Linked DNA regions of Mus musculus: region 2 is linked to region 1. The links are chromatin contacts, called in public Hi-C maps. All regions are on one chromosome and are shown on one strand. The core of a region is the stretch at or near the end of the contact, and the rest is flanking DNA. Distances in the headings are between cores, read along the strand shown.

Region 1 (4,782 bases), core at 1,017-3,516:
CAATGGAAACAAGTTTTCATGCATGTGAGCCTTTAAGGAATTTTGTCCATTTAAGCCATTGCATGATACACACCCCAATGATATCAAACAGTTTAATAGATTATGTCTGTGTCTCTATGAAGTTGCATGTGCATAGGGGTTACATACAGGCACATGTACAGAGTCTAAATGAAGACATTGGGCACCCTATTTGATTACGCTCCACCTTAATCCATTTTTGACAAGGCCTCTCACTAGACCTGGAGCTATGATAGTGGACAAAAGGATCCAGCAACACTTTAGTCTCCATTCCCTAGAAATACATAAGTGGACATATTAAGCTTTTTATGAGAGGGCTAGGGATTGAACTCAGGTCCTGTGTTTGTACATGCTCTCTTCCTCCACAGCCATCTCTGCAGCCCACAGTTTTCTTTACCAATACCTATAGTCCTTGCTAGCATCTCACCCCTGACATAACCAGATTCTCATCAAGGGTTATATTTCCTCTCATCACTCAATGTGGCTTGACCAGCTCCACTGCAGTCACATTGAAATGGAGAGTATTAGTAGTTAGCCCCAGATCTCAAGCTAAGACAGTCCAGGGTACTTTGCAGTGATGTCTAGAATGAATAAAAAGCATTCAGGGATATGTATTAGTGTACCTACTTCCCTTCATTGACAGAAGAGAGAAACACTGCCATAGAGTTCTTCATTGTTGGGCTGAAGCACAATAGAGTATTGAGCATAACTTGCATTCTAAGGAATGTGACTGCATTTGAACTATTATGTGTGTAATGTGGCCCATTATAAATTGCAAGTAGTGTTCTGCAGCTACTTTAATAAACCATGGGAGGAAGTCTTACTAGAAGCATCTTTTCTAAATTTGGAGATCAACTTTTATTCTCTGCTTATTTTAGGATTTGGGGCTCTAGAGGCAAGCATGATATTTCCATGATACCGGGCCTCATTTGTTCCAGCTTCATAGCCTGCCTTTTGTTATGGTAAAAGATCTTTAAATGTCTTCATACTCACACTGAGACAGTCTGTGAAGTGGTGCTGACCCTCTGCTTCTTGTGCTATCTGTTTGACTCGGCTGAGTCAGAAGTTTTGAGTCAGAAGTGAAACACATAATTGCTGAGAGTTAAAGCAAAGAGAATTTTAAGAAGTGAAACTCAAAACAATAAAACTATTCATAACATAAAATCACTCATGCAGTTATTGTAAGTGGCACTTGTTGGGTATTTACTGAATGTCAAACAGGAAATACTCCGTAGAAATGCAACTGTCCTACCAAATCCTCGAAGTGGCCCTAAGTGACTGTCCTGTGATCCCTCCAGGCAGCAGGTAGGGTAAAGCTGCTTCTGCTGGGAACACCACATTCTTCCACGGAACTGGGCACTTCCCTTATCTCCAGGCTTCCCCAGCTTCTCGGTAATTGCTGTTTCCCACAATATAGAGCACCATCCATGTCTGTCATATATGGTACTGAATTCTCAGAGGCAATCTAACAACTCAAAGGCCAATACTAATGGTAGTTCATCGATCTCTGCTAAATATCTGAATCTGTAAGTTAAGGAACCAATACATTTGAGAAACATCAAGACTTAAAAATGTCGTGGAACAGTCTGAAAATATTCACCTAGGCTTACAACATAAATGTTCTCCCATCGTCCTGAAGGAGGCACAGCTAAGAAGTCCATGGATTGAAGGATGAAATGAAGCAGAGCAAAGCCTCTATGTGGTGAAGCCATGCTCCATATCCCAGGAGGCTGTGCAATGCTTTAGCAAAGGCTTGGTATAACAAGCAGAGATTAGCATCAGGGTATTGATGAATACACTCCCTGTGGTAGGCTGGTTTTCTTCATCTTCTCTTTCTTCCTGGATTTGTTCTCTACCTCAATACAAACAAAGGAAATCGAGCATCAGCTTGATGATTTCCTACTGGTCTGGCCCTCTACCCTTCTCCCACCCTTCCACGCTTCTGGAACAGAACCCAACTTTGGGTTCACTGTGCTTAATTTATTAGAGTGAAGTCACGTTAATGAAGGGGAAGAGAAGTAGCATAGTCACGTGACAGTGCTTACGCTGCTCAGGGGTTTACAATGCTACACCTCATACAGTCACTGTGTAAAAACCTGCACGGGCCTTTCTCTACAGACAAGTCGCAAACTGAAAAATTGCCCGGATTAAGCATGGAAGGTGGGTTCGTTGGATGCATGGGTAAACTAAGGTGGGGACAATAAGCAGAGAGAGGAAGGTCTTGTGGCTGAGGATACTGCTCAGAGGGAGGCCCCTGCTTCCTGTGTGTAAGGCTGTGTTCAGAGCAGGGAGGAGGAGAAAAGGGCCAGGGGCAAAGAGGAATGAGGAAATAATGAAACTTTTATGAAGAGCTTACATAATAATTAATGCAATACCATAGTTTGCCAAATATATCCTTAACTATAAAAAATGTTTGATGTATATGTTTGATGTTGATGTATAACACATGAAAAATAGAAAGCTGTTGATTTTTAATTGTAGATTGGGAAGAAGAACATCTTAATGTGAGGTGGAGTGTATCTATGTATGTTCATGTGTATGTGTGTGTTATATAGGTATACTTGTTGATATGTGTGCGTTGGGATGCACAGATATGGATCTGCAATGCACAGATATGGATCTGCAATGCACAGATATGGATATGCAATCATTAACTTCTTCAATCACCCTCTGCCTTTAAAAATTATTTATTTTTTAACTGTTAATTGTTGGTATGTTGTATATGGTTGGAGGAGCATAAAGAGGCCAGAAGAGGGTATTAGGTCGCCTGAAGCTGGAATTTCAAGTGCTTGTGAGCTGCCTAATGGTTGTCTATAAAAGCAATATGCATTTTTACCAGAGATAAGCATCAGAGCATTGTTGAATATACTCCCTGTGGCAGGCTGGTTTTCTTCATCTTCTCTTTTCTTCCTGGATTTGTTCTCTACCTCAATACAAACAAAGGAAATCAAGCATCAGCTTGATGATTTCTTACTGGTCTGGCCCTCTACCCTTCTCGCACCCTTTTTAACTTCTGAGATGTCTCTCCAGCTTGATCCGTGTTAATTTTTGAGACATGGCTTCTCACTGAACCTTAAGGTCACAGCTAATGGTAGCCTAGCTGACCAGAGAACTCCTGAAATCCTCTTGGGTCTACCTTCTCAGACTATAATTATTGAATTGCATATGCCTAGCTTTTTACATGGGGTTCAGAATCCAAATTCAGGTCCCCACATTACATGGCAAACACTTTACTGACTGAGCCATCCCGCAGCCCTCGATTTATGTATAAGTATAGACAACAAAGTGAAGAAAACAGTTGAAATCATACTTAGATGCTCACAAAACAGCAAGATTTAGAGACTCATTAATCAGCAACATAATCATGGAAACAATCACTAGAAATACATTTACCAAGAGAGCCAAGTAAAGTTAGCAAGGTCAGGGGCACTGCGGGAACAGGATGGGGGTGAGGTCAGATGAGCGACACACTCAGTATGGGTCTCTGTTGTTCTCAATTTCCAAGCATATGATGAAAGGGTATCAGGTAGGGCAACACCTAACCTCTCGTAAAACAAAGAAACCAAGAAGGAGACAGTTAAGAGAGACCTTTGAGAAGAAAAGGCCCCAAACACAGAATCTTGCTATGGAAAACAGCCAAAAGCTGATTAAGCAATGGGGGATGAGGTTAAGGAAGGAGGCGAGCACACACTACTCATTTCAAGACGCCGGGCATAATAAGTAGGAAAGAAATATAATTGTGGGAAATGTCAAGGGCATTAGGTTAACAAATAAAAAAAAGTACTGCCATGATAAAGAAGAATCTAATCTTCCCACATTCTGAACTACTCCCTCATGGCAGGTTAGCGCCTTGGGAAGCTCATTAACCCCGAGAGGGCACTGGGGTATTGTTCAGAGCCCTGCAGCTACCATGACTGACAAAGCACAGAAGCTATCATTCATAGCACTAGGCAAAGGACTTCCTGCCATATTCCAGAGACTCCCTTAGAGGGCAAGACACTGTTATGAGGGACAGAATTAGTATCTGCTTTTCTAGAGAACTATGTATTTGCAAGTAATTGTCAAATTCGGCCACAAACGGTCAATCTGATCATTACAAAGTTGAAGCTACTGGGTTGTTCTATGTCACCTTGACCGATTGGTTGTCTCACTCATAAAATAAATATTTTTAGATTAGATTTGATGAATTATAAATACGGATTATAGTTGATGATCTCTAAGGACACAAAGACACATGTAGCCTTTAGTCCAAGTTCTCTGGTTTTATCTTTATGGAATAACTGGCTTTGAAGACTTTGCAAAAAAAACAAAAAACAAAAACAAAAAAACAACAACAACAACAACAACAAAAAAAAACAAGTTTGATACAAAATGCCACAGAACAGTTAAGAACAAACACAGGCAATTCTCTCTCCTATTTTTCAAATTTCCTTTAGATTTTGCCTTCAGGGTTTAGCCTTTGTTTTATTTTTCATGTATATTTTGGTATTATTTTCCATGTGTCCCTGATTGTTACTGCATAAAATAGTTTCCTACTTTAAAGTCTATAAAATGAAGGATAAGGAAGGAAGATATTAATGAACTTCTTCAGATCTTTCAGACGCTACCTCTCACATGGCTCTTCAAATGTAAAGATATAGCACTGTCTCCCCCATGGCTTTCAGTACTTTAACCATCATGCAGAACTTTGCATAGCACTAGAACTCTTGTAAATGGAATTAGTATCGACAACAACATTAATAAAATTTATCACAATAATATTGT
Region 2 (4,582 bases), core at 1,417-3,916, 160 kb after region 1:
TCTCTAACCTTGGAACAGTAATAAATAGCATCATCTCATTAAGTAGAAATAATCAAACACATAGCAAGGGATTAACTGCAACTAATGCTGCACATAAAAGGTCCTATATCAATATGCATTGTGCCAGAAATATAAAAGTATAGCTAGACATTTTTAAAATGTAAATAAGTCACTAGAATTTACTATTATTTTCACCACTTAAACTGTTATTATACAAAGTCCCAGGACACAAACATGCTTTGTAACATAATTAAATTCTTGGTCTTTAAAGCAATTTATACAAATACCAGTACTGGAGACTTGAATATATTCTATTTTGATAAGCTTTACATTTTAAATGGAAACTTCATAGCTTGGGAATGCTTTTCAGAGGAGCCCTCTGTCAAGAGAGTTCTGCTGCAGATACCCTCTTGGGCATACATGTGTTGCCAAGAACAAACTTCCAGAGACAGAATAGAACAGGAAAGAACAGAAGTGCTAGGCAAAATCTCCAAGAATGTGCAGTGAGTAGTGTCTATAATTGAAGGGGAGAAAAGGGCAAGAGGGGGTAGACTCAGAGCTTTCCACCAAACCTAGACCATTTGAGTGTTTATGTGCATATGTGTTTATAGGCAAAGCTACTTTTACAACTGCTGAGTCCATAACATTAGTTTTTCATGGTGAAATCAAATCTATGATCTTAATTTTTCTCAATTGAGCAAATGTTCTTACATTTTTATCGTAAAAATCTCTACCTTACACAAATAGATTCAAGTACTCAAATAGCTTACTGTGTAGACAGTATAAAGCAGAAAAAGGAAAAACACTCTCAAATAGTTAATAGCTATCTTTGTTGCATTAAGAAAGCCTATAAATTTATTTGAATACGTGGTTTAAGGTTAAGGATTCTCCTCAGGCCACCCACAAAACATTTGTTTGACTGCTATGCTCTTTCCCTATCCTTTCGTCCCTTTGGCCCCAAGGCTGACAAGCCACCCCCCGGGGCCTCCCATTTGTTCTCAGCTCCTCCACAGTATCCAGTCTGGGATGCTGGAGAGTGAGAGCCTGTTATCTAGGACTGCCCCTTGTCCACCCTCCACCCCCAACCCCCACCCTTCGGTGAGCTGGGATTTCATGGCTTCCCACAGCCAGACACCTACCCTGGGCCACGTGGAAAGCATGCGGCAGTCCTTCTGCATCCACCTGCCCAGAGCACCAGAACTCTGGTGGGACTCGGAGTTCCCCCCACTCCCTTTACTCTCCCACACTCATGGCCCCGCATGTCATGTGCATGGATATATAAGAACTGTAAAAGGCACACTTAAATTACTTCATAATGTATAATCACAGAGAAGTATGATACTTTCTTCATATGCTAAACAGTAAAATGCTGTTTTGTTTTTTATTGAGACATGGATGCTTTTATAACTCAATAACTCTCCCATAAAATTAGCGGTTACAGATGTGGTTATAGTCACCCAGATAAACGCCTTTCTACACACCTGTACCACATGAGACTACTAACTCTCCAGAAGTGAAAAGAACAGAAACCAGTCCTCACAATGCAAATGAATAGCAGTTTGTCTTAATTTGAGATTTCTGGGTTACTGGAGCATGTTTTTCCAGGAATAAAACTCTATAACATATAAAATCAAGGACTCCTGGATAATGTTTTAAAATGGACGTCAATAAAGACTGTTGGATTTTGTTTGTCTGCCAAGAAGACAGTGTGACACAGTGGAAAGAGAGTTAAACATGGGTTCTGAAGTCCTGACTGCTTGGTCTGTGTCAGGCAGGTACTTTCCATGTACTTACACACACTAGCTGGGCTCTTTTACACACAACAGGCTCATGGAAATAGTGTTCTTTCTTTGTAGAATTATTGTAAAGTCAATGCAATCAGCCACGTTGTGATTCCTAGTTGAATTCTATTGTCTCCCAGCTTGAGTCTGAGGATGCATTACACGTTTAGGGACACATCCGGACAGACCCGCTGGAAGCGTGCTGGCAAAGGTACTGGGACGTCCACAGTGTTCTCTTTGAAATAGAAAGCAGCTTGGAAAGCTGAAGTAGCCATCACTCCATGGCTCCTGGAGGGATGAGAGAAGCTGCCATCTCTCCCTGGAAGTTGTCTGCTAGGTTCCATCATCTGGAACATGTGTGCAAAGTATCACGACAGAAAGTGGAGCACTGCTTTTCTGATGGTCCTCAAACTTGTGTTTCACACGGGCAATGTTAGTACATGAAGACTTCACTCCTCCTGTTGTTGCGAAAGTTGAATGACTCCTGTGGACATCAAGGGACCCAGCAGGTTCTGGGTAGGAAGTTGACATATTAGCATGCTGTGGGCATTCTGGGGAGTAGGGATTCCAGAGTAGTCAGCAGGAACTGAAAGATACCGGATCTTATGTGACTGAAAGTGGGAAGACCACGTTGATCATTGCCATTGCGTGATGACACCTGTGTCTGTGTGCCGGTGATGCATAGAAAACACAAAAGCACTTGCCTATGTCATATGACCAGTCAATTTACGTTTACTCAAGAAAGTCATTTTTTTACTCTTGAGAACTAAAAACTTCTGTGAAATAGGATGTGAAATTCAAATGATGTTGCCACATGGGCCCTTTTTCCTTTTCTCAAACATAAAAAGGGATGTGAAAAACTTCTCTGAAACACATGCTCAACATACCATGAGGGTTTTTTAAAACAGTAGAAATACTTCCTCTCCTCACTGAGTCTCTGAGCCTGACACAGGCCTGCCATGATATATAAGTGCAATATTAACTTTTAAAATTGACGCACAGGCATGTCTCCAAGACTCTTAGAGGCAGATTTGAAAAATAATTTCCAACTGTTTCTTTCTGGTTTTGTTTTCTTCTTCTGTGACAGTGTAGTATGAGTCCCTTGAGTTCAACCATCCCTGCTCCTCCCACTTACCTAGTTATGAGACTGCACTGTTTTACTTATCTGTAACATGTTACAGGATGAAGTTAGATAACCTGTAAGTAAGTGCCACCAAGCAAAACACCTCTGGCATTATCAGGAGATTGATAGCTTTCCAGCCTCTGGGTCCCATGCCTCAACACCTTTCAAATACACCTTTCTATTCCCGGTATCCAAAGTCAGGATGGCAAGCCAATTAAGGAACCCCTTTTTGGTCTTCCCTCTGCTCTAGCAAGTTATTCTAGGGCCTGTTTTCTTGCCTATAAAAGGGGGGTTATGGTACCTCTTAAAGTTATTTTCATGGAAGTTAAATGGTTTAAGTACAAGAATGCTCAAAAGAGTAACTGCTTTGCACTGAAAGTGTAAGCACTTAATCACGATTCTCTACGTGGGAACGTCTTCTCAGTCCTGGATCTGCAGGACACAGGAACAGTACCTGGGACACGTAAGTACAAAGCAAATATTTGTAAGGAATGATTAAGTGCAGAAGCATGCTGTTTCCCTTTGCTTGACCTAAATGATCCCTTTAGAGACTGTGGGACCTGTGTGGGTGTACACAGGACAAGTGTTTAGAAACTACTCTCAATGGAAATCAAGAAACTTCCCCTGGCTTCTCGTAACCCACACTGTATTTTCCATGACCCATTATCACATGCTTTCACAGTGAATATAACCTGCCCCATCTTGTACCAGGTACAGATCTTAACTAGATTCTTGAACGCTTGTGTGCATGCCAGCACGCCTCTGTGCTGCCTCTGTCCAGGCTGCTGGGAGTGTAGTGTCACTCCTATAGCCCTGCATCAGGATGCAACAAATAGGTCTCTGGAGTGCCTCATTTTCCACAGATCTTGTGAGTAGATAACTGTATCAGAATGATTTGTCTTTTATAGACACCGTTCAATATTTTCCTTTCCCCTAACAATATTTTAAGTGGCAGAGTTAAGTTAAGTGCTACTAGAGTGTGATACATGTCCTGATGACACTCTTGGTGACCTGGAAGTCATTCTAACAGTTTTCAGTGCACAATTGTACATAATGCATTGGGTAGCTCAGGCTCAGTGTGATTATCCTACTGTGAAATCAAAAGTGGCCTCAACATATTCTCTCTGTGTTGCTCTTAACTTTCTCCCATGAAGCTCTACATGACATGAGTCATGTTGTTTTCCTCCTGTGATGTTTTACATGCAAACCCTGGGTACTTAATCCCAAGCCAATGACTCTTGAAAGTCTTCAATGCACTATGACTTGAGAAGAGAACTCTGGGAAGCGTCCTGTGCTGCTTTTACTAAAACACACCAAAGGTAACCTATTTTCCTTAGCTTCAGTGTCCTGCTTTATCTTCTTCTCTCCCTATGTTGAGCCAGCCAAATGTTGGTCATGAGAAGTATGAGGAGCTGCTGGTGTGAAAATAGACCAGCATCTGGGAAGATGTAAGACAAACTTGCTACACATGTATAGAGACTTGGAGTTCTGCATTTGACATTCTATTCCACCTCTCCCTGAAGCTAAACTTGGGAAGACAATTACTTGGGGAAACAACTCCCTAATTTTAGAACAGTTATATTTTTGAATATGGAATTAGTTGCTCTCAGTACTTTGATCATTCCATACTACATTTATGAAGAACTCTTTTGAGGCTTACTGAATAGATTTTCTAGTT

Evidence for each region. A called contact is a pair of places that touch in the nucleus more often than the background predicts.
Region 2: a Hi-C map of B cells shows a contact between it and region 1, with 2.7 times the contacts expected there. The contact joins two enhancer-like sites. A contact is called at or near these places in 1 of 39 promoter capture datasets (the 3T3-L1 cell line), 1 of 15 datasets of contacts at CTCF or cohesin (the NIH/3T3 cell line), 2 of 484 Hi-C or Micro-C datasets (B cells and pre-B cells) and 5 of 115 datasets of contacts at active chromatin or transcription factors (CD8 T cells, T-cell acute lymphoblastic leukemia, bone marrow-derived macrophages and 2 more).

Annotation. Positions count from the first base shown.
Region 1 is chr12:35,552,230-35,557,011 of GRCm38.p6, forward strand. No RefSeq gene overlaps it. Among named protein-coding and RNA genes, the nearest start is that of Ahr, 20 kb to the left of the region's middle. Within about 2 kb of position 2,267, at least 43 of the 459 cell types and tissues checked have an H3K27ac peak or open chromatin away from gene starts, as enhancers often do. A contact at or near this core is called in B cells, CD8 T cells and bone marrow-derived macrophages, where this site is marked.
Region 2 is chr12:35,709,330-35,713,911 of GRCm38.p6, forward strand. No RefSeq gene overlaps it. Among named protein-coding and RNA genes, the nearest start is that of 9130015A21Rik, 17 kb to the left of the region's middle. Within about 2 kb of position 2,667, at least 78 of the 459 cell types and tissues checked have an H3K27ac peak or open chromatin away from gene starts, as enhancers often do. A contact at or near this core is called in B cells, CD8 T cells and bone marrow-derived macrophages, where this site is marked.